2 separate regions of the Oryzias latipes genome follow, and region 1 is linked to region 2. The links are chromatin contacts, called in public Hi-C maps. All regions are on one chromosome and are shown on one strand. The core of a region is the stretch at or near the end of the contact, and the rest is flanking DNA. Distances in the headings are between cores, read along the strand shown.

What was found. A called contact is a pair of places that touch in the nucleus more often than the background predicts.
Region 1: a Hi-C map of gastrula embryo shows a contact between it and region 2, with 2.0 times the contacts expected there. The contact joins the enhancer-like site here to the promoter of vax2 in region 2. A contact is called at or near these places in 4 of 5 Hi-C or Micro-C datasets (embryo and gastrula embryo).

Annotation. Positions count from the first base shown.
Region 1 is chr18:18,651,166-18,658,651 of ASM223467v1, forward strand. No RefSeq gene overlaps it. Among protein-coding and RNA genes, the nearest start is that of trnal-cag, 15 kb to the right of the region's middle. Within about 2 kb of position 5,801, at least 1 of the 8 cell types and tissues checked has an H3K27ac peak or open chromatin away from gene starts, as enhancers often do. A contact at or near this core is called in gastrula embryo, where this site is marked.
Region 2 is chr18:18,611,155-18,618,552 of ASM223467v1, forward strand. It overlaps vax2 (ventral anterior homeobox 2), which reads left to right and starts at 2,661. Exons shown (of 3, transcript XM_023966383.1): 1 at 2,661-3,682; 2 at 6,878-7,065. The coding sequence starts at 3,448.

The DNA of each region.
Region 1 (7,486 bases), core at 4,551-7,050, 43 kb after region 2:
GGGGGAGAGGGCAGGCCTTGATTGCTAAAGGCACTGCTTTAAAAAGCAACTGATAGAACCTATCCTATAATGATCTTAATGAATAATTCAAAAAAATACAAAAAAAAAGAATATTCTAGATTGCCAGATGATTAGTACTTTTTAAAATTTACAGTTGGGTGTGTTTTCACTTTAAAATGCACAGTCCTCATGTCATTTACGCTGGTTTAGTTCTATGTTTTGGAAGCTGTGTACATTAGTTTAACCTGCATTTGGATTGGTCAGTTTATCGACTTGTCTCTTCTGTGAGTGTAGGAAACGAGTAGCGTTTCCCCTGGCCTTCAGATGCTTTGATGTATTTTCTCTGGTTGTTTTGGGGATTTATCGTTGGTTTGTGGGGGGTTTGTCATGGGCTCTTCCCAGAACCCCATTTTTTCTGTTTTGAGTCGGCCTTAAGGTGGCCACTAGGACATTCAGGTTTGATGCGATTGTGTGGGAACTGTCAGCGCCTCGGTTCCTCCATTTTAAATTTTGCATCAGCAGCTTTTCCTCGTGATCCTTCTGGTTTTCGTTTGCGCTTAGCTGCCTATGCCATCTCTATAATTTGTTCCACCGGACGCTGTGCATGGCTGGGAGAGGCTGGTTCTGTTGATGCTCTCTCTGTTCTGCCTCTCCATTCCTCCCGGTGGCGTCTTTGGTTTAGGTGGGGTTTGAAGTGTTATGTGTCAGTTCCTTCGGCTGCCGTATCTGTCATGTTTTTGACGATTTTCCTCCGAACGCGAGATGTGGCTGGGGATGACTGTTATCACTGTTCTCACTGTCCTGCCTCTCTATGCCTCCCAGAGGCGTCTCTTGGCATTCAGCTGGCGCGAAGTGTTTATCGGTTTACCTTTCAGCTGTTGTGGCAGTCCTTATAATTTCGACTGTATTATCAGAGGCCCTGTACTGGACTTGGTGTAGGCTATGGGCTCCCCTCATTTTTGCGTGTTATTGATGATTTCTCGGTGGTCAATTTCCCTCTGTATCCTTTGGTCTTTTGCATCTCTGTGGCTAAAATTCCTTTTCGAATCTGGGTTTCCACGTTGTCTATGATGTATGGTCCTCCACCCGTCCGGATTTATTTTCTTCCACAGATCTGGACGGTCCATTGATTTATGCCGCTCCCCATTATGTAATATCTCGCTTTAGTGCAGCGTGTCGTTTATTCATTCTTAGGTTGAATGACTGATTCATCAATGTTTGGGCCACCTGAAATTTGCTGTGGCCTTGGTCCCACGGTCATCCATTCATCTTGTGTTCTGTTCCAGGTAGTTCGATCCTGGGCCCCAGGTTCCTGTTCTGGATATTCATGTCTTGTGTTTGGTTTCCTTCTCAATGCTTGGAGTGGTTTTGTTATAATGTTGACTGTCGTGTCTTCAGTCTCCCTCAGTTGTTCTTCTGAGGCTGCGCCCTCTGGTTTTGGGGAGAAAGATTTATGAAGAGTGGTTTGTGTATGTCCGGCTGCCAGGATCCACAGCTCTAATGGTTTTATGGGATCGTGTGGTTATTAGAGAATTCAGCCATGGAGATTATATTAAGGCTGTTTCAATAGTGAGATGATAGTCTTATGTGTCAATGGTTGACTTGGTTGGTGTTTAAATAACACCATGAGCAATTTTTACCCTGACCGTAGAAACTATATCACTTACGCTCTCAAGCTTAGTTCAAGAGTTAAATCTTGTGTCCACAAGCCAGTCTTCTATCTGCCCTGCTTAAGCAGATGACACTCGGCTAGATGTTTCTCCATTTAAAGGCTTGTTATACTCCGCCTCTAAATGCATAAGGTTCAGCCTAGCTAAAACACTATCAAAATCGTACGATTCATCGTGGATCTCAAGTTCTTCTTTTGCAGTATCCAGACGCCCTTGGCTAATAAAAATTTCAGTAGTCTGTGCTTTGTTGTCCACTTATTTGAGGACCACTAATATCAAATACAAGAATCAAATCCAGCCGAGCTGCAGTCCATTGCTACGTGGGATGTTGACCTTTCTCATGTACAAATCTCCTTGGTCATTGGTTACCCTTCCCATTGCCTGCTCCTCGATGATCTTCTGAAGGTGCGTCCCTCTGAAACTGTCAAAGGTTACTTCTCTTACCATTGGTGTATATAAAATTGGGTGTTAAGAGTTCGTGCCGGTCTATAATTCACTATCAATTCACTGTTGGAATTTGTGATTCTGGTGGTTTCTATGGTGCGATGAATCCACAATGGGACTTTTCCTTAACTCTCTACTAAATTTCACTTTTTCAGATTTGTTCTTTAAAAGCACTGTTATTCCATTTATCTCAAGCATTTTGAAACTGATTATTTTCTGGATTATTTATATATTCTTTGCCGAGACTAATACTGCTTTTTCTTTATCCATGCATCGCATCCGAAGCCTGCAAACCCCTGTATTATAGTATGAGATGGAGCTCGAATTTGGTTTCTTAAGCTTTTATGTATGTAGTATGCCAATGAAGCATAGTAATTATGGCCTTTGAGCTCGTTCTTAATATTTAGATGGAACTTTGACTAAATTAATGTTTCTTGAGCGCATATAATTGGTATGCCAAATGGAAGAAAACTTCATGGCCGTTAAGCTCGTAGTACTGTCGTTGGAAGCTTCGAAATAAGCGACCTGTCGCTATTTCAGGCAGGGACACTCGGCAGTGTTTTACAGGTTACTCCCCTAGGGCGGATCAGTCAATTAACGCACTTGCTCAGCGTCCTATTTAAGCCCAGGTGCGCAGTTGTTCATTCTCTTTCTTACCTTCAGCGCTCATTCTTCGCCCCTCCCTCCTCCCCGGCTTCCACCTGTGGGCTCTGTTAAGGGGGGTTTTGTTACCCCGAAAGTTTTATGGAAATTATCTCATGGAATTGAACAGAGCCTTATGCCAAATGAAAAAGATGTGAATGCCAACTTAAAGAATGTGAAATAAATATTTCTTACTGCAAGAGTTGTCTGACTGAAATGGGAACAAAACAAACTGATATGGAACAAACAATGGAACGTTAGTCTGTTAACTGTAGATTTCTTTTGTAAAAATGTAACAAATGTTAAAGTTCAATAAGTGACAATCAAACATGTTTGAAACATGTTTTTGAGGCAACACATTTTAAACATTACTCAAGAAATTTCTCAACTAATGAATTTAACTTAGATTTTTTAACATGTGGGAGAAGCCGGAGTACCTGGAAACCTACACAAACCTACACAAAGAAAATGAAGAAAAACAGATCTTACTTGAATGACAGCAAGGAAACATTCAGTTTTTGTATGTGTTTGCAGGGGATTTTTCTAAGCACTCCAGCTTTCTCCCACAGTCCAAAAATTTGCTTTATTAGTTAACTGATGACTCCTTATTGTCCCTAGGTGTGACTGTGAGTGTGTATGGTTGTGTGGCACTGCAACAGAATGCTGTCCTGTCCTGGCTGTACCCTGCCTTTGTAGCTGAGGCAGGCTCCGGCAACCCTGTGACCCCAAAAAGGATTCAGCAGGTTAAGAAGATAGATGGATGGACACTTTATATCAATTAAACTAGAAAAACTTGAATAAGACTAAATAAAACAAAGTTTAAATATTTCAACAGAAGTTCAGTCAAATGTTAAAGTAATTGAAAATAAAATACATTTTTAAATGAAAAAAAGTTTGTAAAAGTAGGAATTACATAAATACAAGTAGGTAAAATGTATTTTTTTAAGTATAAAAATGGGTTTAAATAGTTTTTACAAGAAGATATTTCATGAAAGGTAAAAACAATTCATCTGAAAGTTTTTCCAGAGATTAGGCCAGTTAATTCCATAATCACCCAGGAAGAGGGGATGGGGGGTTGTAATACTAACTAGACATCAACTTACATTTTAACCACGGCTTTTTGTTTTACGAGTAAACAGCCCTTGCTGTATCTAATGTACATATGTTTTTTGTTGGTTTATATTATGTTTTATTATTAGGTAGTGTTACCTCTGTTAAAGTCACAACATGTTCAAACTGTTAATTATACACAAATGTCTTCATTAAAGTTAATCATCCATTTTTTGGGTCTTACAGTACGGTTACAAGGATCTTTCAGAATGACATGACAAACCTGCAGTAGCAGGTCTCTTACCATTGCTAGAAGAAGGTTTTCATACAACCCTATTTAAGTCATGCCATGCCATGTCAAGCCATGCTTCTGCATTACTGTTCCTGAGGGGTAATGCCAGGGCCAAACCTCGTCATGTTTCCTGTCTCTGACATAGGTCACCGATCCGCCCTTCTATTCACTTTGTAAGCCTCTGGGGAGGATTGCCCCCCTTTATGTTTCCCATCCTTTGGGAGGGTCGCCGAGATTGCTCTGCTTCACCTTGGGAAGGGTCGCTGAGATTGCTCCCCTTCATGTTTCCTGTCACTGGGAAGGGTCGCTGAGATTGCTCCCCTTCATGTTTCCTATGCTTTGGGAGGGTCGCCGGGATTGCTGTGCTTCACATGGGAAGGGTCACTGGGATTGCTCCTCTTCATGTTTCCTATGCTTTGGGAGGTCGCTGCGAATGCTCCACTTCACCTTGAAAGGGTCACTGGGATTGGTCCACTTCATGTTTCCTGTCACTGGGAAGAATCTTCAAGACTGCTCCTCTTCTTCCTGCTCTGTTCCTGTGGAGAGGTTCACCATTGTATTCCCTATTGCTGTTTGGGTGCTTGAACCTGGATTGTTCTATGGTTTTCTTTTATTTCTGGCCCTCCCCCAGGTCTCCTCCAACCACCCTGTGTTGTGCTGTCAGATCATCTTTTCTACCATTTTAAAAATGTATATTGTGAGGATTGTGTTGGTTTTGCTTTGTTTTAGTAATGTTGGTTTGTAATATGTTCTGAAGTTTTGTACTGTCTCTCACAGTCACACCAGGTATCAGTTAGTAATTACCCACAGCTATCTTCATTACAGGTAATCGACTTCAAGGAATTTTACTCTCTATTTTTTCAGTACATCCTTTTTTGGTCACCTGCTTTGTGAACTTTTTTTTGCTTGTTTGTTTGTTCCCTTTTTGGAACCTACAGCACTGGCTTCAGACAATACCTCCCTAACATTTACTTAAATTGCCTAATTGACCTGCCAGTTTTGGGGCGTTGTGAATCCACCCTACTTCAATTTGACAAATGCAGACGAGCTAACTTATAGCATGCAGACAGAGTCAAAACTTTGTCCACAACTGCTGTATGAATGACTGAAAACACAAATTGTACATGGGCTCAGTCAAAACAAAGATCAGAAACAACATGAAATGCTTTAAAGTTCTGATTCACAGCAGCTACTTATTTGTTAAACTGTTAATATTTCAAACCTATTTTTTATGATTTTGGTTTTACCTTTGGTTTTATATTTGGGTGTGTGCAAGCTGGACGCCCGTGCATTTGACCGTGTGTTGCTTTTAAGCAGAAGCTGTGGATTTTTGTGCGCTGAAGTCTGTGCAGACACAGGCAGTTTCTGTGTGAAGTGTCACTTTGAATATGTGCCCTCATGGTGCATTTGAGTATGAATGTGTGAATCAGTCACTGTGTGAATGTGTGTGTGAGAAGATAATTGGAGGGTGAACTGGGGGTGGTGTGGTGACGGGGGGAACAGAGGCTACAAGTCGACCCAAAGTTGTTCTCCAGCTAGTTTGCCAGATTGAGTGAGTTGCTGAAAGCTTGGCAGCTTTTTTGGAGAATCACAGCAGGAGGTGGGAGGTGAAAGCTGAGGGAGTGAAGAGGAGGAGGTGAAGTAAAGGGTTGGGTTTGAGTTGCAAGAGGGGTGGGGGCAAGACTAATTGCTACTAATTGAACTGGATGTGCTGATCAGATTGGGGGCTGTGGAAGTAATCAGAGTTGTCACAGCAGATAACGCAGGGCTGTCCCAGAGTGTCCGCCTCATGTGACAGCCTGTAACATAGCCTGCGAGAGGGCACCGGCCCCCTTTGTCACCCCAACAAAAGAAGAGAGAAGCAAAGTTGCCTGGTACAGTGAACAGCAACAGGCCCTGAACAGCAGGAGGGAGTTAGGGAGGGGAGGTGAAGAAGGAGAAAAGAGGGACAGAAGAAGGAAGTAAAGAGTAAAAAAAAGGCGGAGTTGACTGATATAAAAGAATAAAGCAAATTAAGTTGAGATGCTCTTTTAAAATTAAAAGTAAGATGAAGAAGAATGCTGGAGAAATAAAGTCAAATTTAAATTCTAATTAATTTTTATTTCTGTAGCACCTTTCATGTAAAAAGAACAGCTCAAGGTGCTGTTCATAAAAACAAACAAGAACCCAAAAAACACCAATCCCCACACATGCAATGAAATAATAAAATAAGCCCCTCATAATAAAATACACAAAAACAAACACAAATAAAAGAGAAATTATTATAAAAAGCTAAAGAAGAGAGAACCCAGAAGGCACTTCTACCCCATTCCAAGTAACAAATATGGAATGGGGTAGAGGAGGGGGGGCTAAGATTGAGCTTTCTTTAAGTCAGTCTCATGGAGAATTTAGGTTCCATTTACAAACAGTAGTGCTAGTTTAATAGCACTACTTCCAATGGTCATGGTCTGTCTAAGCCTCAAAATGTTTGATTTACTGGTCAACATAGAAACCACTGTACTTTTCCTTAACCCAAGTTTAATGATGACAAATGCTAGAGCAGATAGGAGGTAAAAGGTGTGAAATCATTTGGTTCAAATCATATAACAATAATGGAAGAACAGAAGAATATATTGAACAAGATAGAATAGAAAAAAAACCTCCACCATCTTCGGAAAAGAAACAAATTCTATTCTATTTTATTCTTTATTTTATTAAGTTTGGTTTAATTTAACCCCCCAGCAGCATTAAAAGCTAATTGTACTATAACAAAGAAAACATTAAATATTGCTGCTACAATTGCATCAATACATTTACATTTGTTTTAAGTGTCTGATAAGAAAGTTATTACGATCGATATTTTATTAGATTATTTCTGCACAATGTTAAAGTTTACGTTAACCCTTGTGCTATCTTTTGGGGTCCAGATGACCCCACCCTTACATTGAAGTGTTATTCCTACCATGACAAAGGTGGATACATTTGGATAGGATTTCATGTAATCCATGGACACCAGTGAAGATCACAAATCATTGAAGAAAAAAGGTCTTGTGGGGTCCAGACTGGGGAAACATTCCTCAGAGAGTTTGGTCCATATTGACACAATATCATCATGCATTTGCTGCACAACCATGATGTAAATCTCTGTCTGGCTATTCTCCTATGACCTCTGGCATCAACAAGGTCATTCCGCCCACACAACTGCCACTCACTGGATTTTTTCTCTTTTTTGGACCATTCTCTGTAAACCTTAGAAGTGGTTGTGCACGAAAATCCTTAGATCAGCACTTTCTGAAATACTCAGACCAACTCGTCTGGCACCAACAACCATGCCATTCAAAGTCACTTAAATCACCTTTATTCCCCATTCTGACGCTCTGTTTGAACTGTAGCAGATCATCCTGACCCT
Region 2 (7,398 bases), core at 1,411-3,910:
CTGCAACTCCGCTGGAAACCAATGACTGTAAAGTACAGGGGAACTCCGGGGTGATATTTTATCTCTGGAATAATATGTTTTTGCAGTTGTGCATTTTTTTTTAAATCAGAAATTGTTTAATTATGTTTTTTTAGACTTTAACGGGATTTCTGATCAATACAAACATAAACCATGCGCAATTCGGTTTAATTATTCAAAATGCGTTTATTAATAGTACTTTATAAGTATGTTTTGCTTTATAACAACATTTTTTACCACATTGGATCAACATGATTTCAAAGAAATCAGGCCAAATGTATTCCTAAATGTTAGTTATCTCACCCTGGCTTTTTCCCTTCAGCACTTGTCTCCTTTTCGCTTTCAGCCATTGTTTTGCATTTTTCACAAGCCATATGCGTTGACTGTGAAAAATTCAAATCTTTATACTCTCTGACAGACCCAGAATGGTCTACAAGTCACATTGGATTGGGTAGATGAAACGAAAACGAATATCTTCACTATGTAAAGGATTTGAGTGTAATCTGTGTACAAAATTGAGAGGAAACTGTATAAAACTGTGCAAAATCTCACTTTTTCTTACCCTCCTTCCTCCATGAGTCTCTATAAACACATCCCTGTCGTCAATTGGGGCAACTAACTAGTTTATAAGCATCATTAATCCCTGAAATTCATTTGGGTGTGATGTTGTTTATTTGATGGACCTGCAGTCTTATTATGACCGTTTGGAACTGAAGCGTCCAGCGGATCCACACAGACAGACCTGTGCGTAACCTGCGTTTACCACATGATAAACTCAAAAAGATGAACTCTTCAGCTCCCGCGCACGAGGCCGAATGTTTGCCATTCCTACACAGATTTGTCTAGAGCTTGTGCTGGATGCGTGAACTCCGCGTGGCCCGCTGCCCTCCCCCTGACCTCCGGGATTACAGTTATCTCTGCTGATTGATCTAATTGATCAGATTCATCTCCACTAGGCTGCAATCCAGCCGATGCACCAGGGACAGTCAGGGTGGGGGAGGGGTGGGACAGCCGGTGAAGATTAAACAGTTTTCCTTTTGCGGCCCGTGAACACCTACAGGGAGCGACGGCTGTAGGCGGCTGTGTCATGTGACACTATGTGGGCCTTTATGTGCATTAGTGGAATCAGGATTTCGAGTGAAACGTTTTTTTTTTATGAAATTAGATTTGAAAAACTCTTAATAATCATAACAAGAAAAGAAAAAAATATATATCTTGGGAGACCAGCTTAGCTCTGATTTAGTTGAGGTCAACTCAGATCTGGTTGATCTGAATAAACCCAGTGGAGGCTTGTCATTGGGGGGGGGGGGGGGGGGGGGGGACGCAGTGGCTAAAGAGCAGAAAAAGTTCAGCGGTGATGCTCAACGCGGAACACAAAGTTTCAATCTGTCACCAGCAGCATGCAAACTGACAATCATTTATGTTTTACCCTTTTTTTTACAGCATAAGGGAAGACGCCAACCATCCGTAAAGTGTGCCAAAACGCGCGTAAAACTTACGCGTTTAATGGAAATTACGACGTAATTATTTTCCACAATAAAAGACATTCGAATTTGCAAGCGGGTAGAATATGGTTTTAGCAGACAATCAAGATAAGAAATGGAGAGGAAAACTCGTGCGCGCGCATGTGTGTGCGCTTGTGAGCAGGCCAGCAGCAGCAGCAGCAATCAGTCTCCTCTTGTCTCGCTGCTGAGTGCAGCGTCTGATTGACAGTTTCTATTCATCCTCTGTGAGATTAGGCCACCTGAAAGGAGTAACGAGCCGTGGCTGTGTGCAGTAATTACGGTCTTGGATAAGGAAAAATAAGAAAATACATACACACACACAGCAAAACTATAATTATATAATCCACCTCCTCCCTACATCTCAAAAAGCCTCTTTCGCGTTGTGTTTCCAGAAGATGTGTTTACCTGTAAAGAGCAGAATTCCGTCCCTCCAACTGAAATTATCTCACAATCACAACAAACTCCGGGCTGCGCAATTAAGACCACGCTGTTGTAAAACAAACTAGATTTTTCTTCTTAGCTTGTATCATCCCTCTGTGCGTTCTCATCATCAGAAAACGATTATATTCCAAATCTCATACAAAGCAATTTCAGTGTTGAGAGGGAAATGATATAAAAAAACAACCATAAAACACGAAGATGTTAATATCTAAAGAGCAAATTTCAATTTTCAATTTTATTTATTTCCATGTCTTTGCAGACACATTCTTTAAAAATAATGTAACTTGTTTTTCTATTTAAAAAACATATTTGCCCTGGTATGGGTCAGACAATTTGGCAGGAACCTAAGTTTAAACATCTTTTTGTGCAAAATCTGTTTGGAGTTTAAGATTATTTTCGTTGTACACTTTATGTTTGGATTGATTTTATCACGAAAATTCCCGATGGATAAACGGTGAAACTTTCCGGAGGGGAAACCCGCACATCGCTGCGTCCTGCTGGCTCGCTCCTGAGCTCACCATCATTGTCTCATATCTCCGTGACTAAGCCCCTCGCTGCAACGCTGCTCATCCTCTTGTCAAAACGTGCCCTGCCGGGGGACCAATCAGCTGCGGCCTTGCGCTGGCAGGAAATGACGTCGGAAGTCCCTGCCTCTGTAAGAAATACCGTCTCCCAACATTATCCACACATCTCCCATCAGCATCCTCAGACTGTGAAGGCGGGGGTGTTTTTTTATTTTTTTTATTTTGAAGCTGGCTTCTTTCAGCTGTGAAGTAAATGGCAGAAGCAGGCAGAGAGTGTTCGAGTACTTACTATTGACTATTTCCCACTTCCCCGCCGTCCCCCTCTCTGTGAAAGGTCTGAACTGAGACATCTTTTCTTCTGAGCTCCCCAAAAGCAGAAGACCCCCTTCATGCACCTCACCAGCACCAACATGCACATCAAGGATCTGGGGATGCAACCCGTCTGACCAGGAACTGAGGCGAACCAAACAGACCAGAAGAAACTTTTCTTCCTGCCACGATCACGCTGAACTGTGACCACTACTGAGATTTTTTAAAAACGGGGTTTTCTTCCTGTTTTCACGAGTCTGACTCTGTTTTTACGCGGGTGAGCAGCGCGTGTTTTTGTCACCTCCCAGCTCCTTCTCAGTGCTCGCAGGCGTCGCCATGCGCTTCGTATAGGCTACTGTAGTTAAAGTGAGACCTGCTGCTTTCCTCCGGCAGGACACTTCTCCTTCCTTTCGTTTGGACTCCGGACCGCGCGTCATGGCGCGACACCTGAAAACGGTTCCTTTGCAGGACCGTGTAGCCTCATTGTGAGTGGATCTATTTTTTTTTTCAGGAGAGGTGGGGGCATGCTCTCCTCGTCTCTAGTGGAGAACATTTCTAAAGAGAAGAAAGTAGAAAAAGAAGAGTGAACTGCAGGAAGGAGAAAAAAGGAAAACAGAGGTTACCTAAGAGACTGGTTAACTTGGTTGTGGATGTTCGATCAGGCCACGACTATGGGCGATGGGAGCCACCGCTGTGGACCCAACCCCCTGTGCCCGGACAGGATCGAGAGCAAGTGCCGCACTGAGATCGGAGGCAGGTCCCCGGTGCAGAGTTCCACGGACACGCCTGGGACGTCCGCGTCCACGCCGACGTCCTCCAGCGAGGATGGGCACGACAAACTTTTAGGAGTGGACCCTGACTACTGTCGGAGGATATTAGTGAGAGGTGGGTGCACGGCGACAAAAACAAAGAACATTGGCTTCACGCACAAACGCGCAGAGTTTTCCCTTCATGTTTTTATTTTATGGTTTTTTATTCCCCTCAAAGACTTTACTTAAAACTGTCAGAGTGGAAAACGCGTATCAGATTGGTAAAAATTATATTTGGGTCGGTTCATATTTTTAATGGGAATTAAACACAAATTTAATATCCGAAGAGCAAAGAGGTGACAACAGAGAACCTCTACAGAGAGCCGGAACAATGGGTGGCCTTAACACTCCCCTCATGTAAATTAAAAAAAAAAAAATTTTAAGTGTTCCTTAGCTTTAAAGTAGAGTGTTTCCAAAAAAGAGAAAAAAGTAATAAATTTAATCTGTCAGCATATCTGGAACACATTATCAGGCCTTTATTTTGAAAAACTAACACATTAATTAAACAACAAACAAACACAAGACGTCTAGATGAGTTGGTGCATAGTGACACAAAAACCTGACCGACAGCCTTTAAAGACAATAAATACATAAACATCATTCCTCTATTAATAACAATCATCACAAAGCATCTGGATCTGTGTGGTTTAGTCTTACTTATATTTTAAAGGCATGCCTCTGCATTTCTTTCTGAGTATTATGTGGGTTTTTTAAATATAAACAAGGCAGCACCCATTATATAGAAAATTAAAATAAGTATTTTGCTTTTGAATGTATGTAACAAACAAATTCAAAAGTTTTTTAAAGAGATTTAACAAGTGATTTTCATTTTGTACTGGAAAAAAATCAAACGAAGTTTCACATTTATTTTTCTTTTATAACTTACAAAACCACAGTCATTTAACTTTGATTTATGTTTGCAAAATAAATCTAAGCAAAACAATAAAATGTTTGTCCTAAATGTGCTATATTTTCATTATAATTTGGCTCAATATTGAAAAAATTGCAAAGTATCATTAAACTCAATGTAAAGTAAATTCATTTTCATTTAATACTGTTTTTAAAGCATTAATATTGTAATGTAATCTAAATTTTTAAAGAAATCTAAGGATTAAAAAAAATACATTGTTGCTCAACTTTATTTTTTTCTTAAATCAAACCAGTAAAATATTTTAAAGAATACAAAAGTCTCCATAATTCTCAATTATTTACTTAAAAGATTTATTCACAGACGGGGTTTGGTTTTATGGAACACCTGCTTTCGGTGGCTGCTGGTCAGTTGTAATATTTTTGGCACCTTTATAATTAAATATTTCTGTAAATTACAAAATACTGTAATATTTTTGGTTTTTTATTTGCATGAAAATGATGCAGAGAGGGAGGTGCGAGCTCATGACATTAAAAAAGCAGCAGATTTTGATGGAAAAGAGAAATTTCAAACCGTGACTTCGTGCCAGTTCCATCTGAAATCCAGAAATTGTGAGCAATATCTGTCTATTTATTGTTTGTTTTGATAGATTTCATTGTACGTGTGTGTGACCTACTGCTGTTGTTTACTGTTTTTGTCATTAAAAAATGTTAAAAAAATATAGATGCATGCATGTATAACAGCCGTCTTCTACTCTGCCCTCAACCATCGTCGCTGCAGGCTTGCAATGTCCTGCAGAAGTGCAAGAAGATGTCGATAAAAGCAACGGAAGAGGCTTTGCTCTCAATATAATCCCGCTTCTAGAGCAAATCGGCATTGTGAGGATTTGAGCTTGAATCCGGGTCTCGGTGATCGGGTTTTTGCAGGGAGACCGGGGTCACCCGGAGGTCAGCGGGACTGTCTGCAGCCGCAGGTTCCCCGTTCTATGCTGGCAAAAACGGCAACTTTTTGGTTGCGATTTGATAACAAACTGGGGTAAATCCACGCTGATAATAGTGGAAATGCATGATTTATATTTTTAGAAGGGGTTGAGCAGGACTTTACCAGCTAGATGTGCGTAAAGATGGATGAAGCAATGCATTCTATGTGCTTGGGGGGAAGGGTGTGTGTGCGTGTGTGTAAATGTGCATTGAAGTGACTGCGTTTTAGCTCGTGGATCATTTCAATCTGGGTTGAAATTTCCATGGAGAAAGATATAACGGTTTAATGCCATTTTTGGTGTGCGCTATGCATCTCTTTGAGGCACAAATACGCAACAAAACAAACGATTGAAATAAATAAATAAATAAATAAATAAATAAATAAATAAATAAATAAATAAATAAATAAATAAATAAATAAATAATCAAATTCACACACTGGAAAAAAGAAAACTAGGTCCAATCAGTTTCGTTTAATCTTTAATTCAGAATCTTTCATATTTTATTTTGAACTTCATATTTTATAAATTAGAAACCCCTTAATAAAGGAGGGGCTCTTCTTGAGCCTGCGCGCCACCCTCTGTTATTTATACAAACAAATATTTTAACACTTTCTGGGAGACTGCAAACATAAACAACAGGTTTATTGACATTGTAAATAATAACTTTGACCCCCCCCCCCCGCCAAAAAAAGGACAAGCATTCATATTATTAATATTTTATTGAATATAAATTAACGGATCTTATTATTTGAAAATGTGATTACACACACAAAACCTGTATTATCCCTGAACGAAAGAAATAAAGACCTTATGACCGTTTGTTCCAGGAAGCTCCATACGTGCAGATAATTCTTGGAATGGAGACGATGCTCGGGGTGAAGCGCAGTTCTCCTGTTTTCATTTTTGCGCACGTCCTCCTGCTCTCTGTAGCGCACGCAACATGCCACTTTCACAGTCAGTGGGGAGTTTCGGTCACTCACAGTCAACCGGGATTAGAAATATGGAATGCGATGAGAGAGATTGTGTCTTTGCAGTGTTTGCTCCCAGGCATTCAAACGTGATCTGGCTTGTTGCGCACATGGAGTGACATCATGACGCATTTGTAGATATTAGTATAGCCGAGGTCATGAATTAATATAAATGTTCAATTTTATTGCTTTTTGTAAATTGAATTCTCGTTTTAAAAGGGAGCAAAAAAAGCGAGGCTTGATTCTTTTTTGTTTTTATTTTGTTGTTTGTTTTGCGCCTGAAGCCATAATCATACTTCTCTGCTCATAAATATTACATCAGCTTGGCATTCTATAGGCCTGGTGACACTTCCGTTCACGCTGTGTATACAGAAACGCTGTGTGCACAGAAACCTGCTGAAAATGAGAGCAAAGATCCGGGCACAACGCGCGTTTCTTTTTTCCTTTCTGTAGACGCCAAAGGCACCATCCGGGAGATCGTCCTGCCCAAAGGCCTGGACCTGGACCGGCCCAAGCGGACGCGCACTTCATTTACGGCCGAGCAGCTGTACCGACTGGAGCTCGAGTTCCAGCGGTGTCAGTATGTGGTGGGGCGCGAGCGAACAGAGCTGGCCCGGCAGCTGAACCTGTCAGAAACACAGGTGAGACAAAAGCGCGCATCAGGCCAACGCAACAATTTCCATTTAGTCATTCATCTACATTTATTAGCATTTAGAAGAAAAAATATCAACACAAGCTTACATGAGTGTCTATCATTACATGCCTTTAATGGTTTAAAAGGAAAGAAAGAAGCCATCCCTTCCAATTTAAGGAATTTAAATCACAAATATTAAATGCAGGTTCAATGAAATGTATTGGTAATGTTTTTTGGCTTTTATACTTTTTGGTTTTCCTTATGCTGAATCAAATTTGAATTTAGAATGAAACGAATTTCACAATTTTACTCTTATAAAAAAACCCTTCTCCTTGATTTT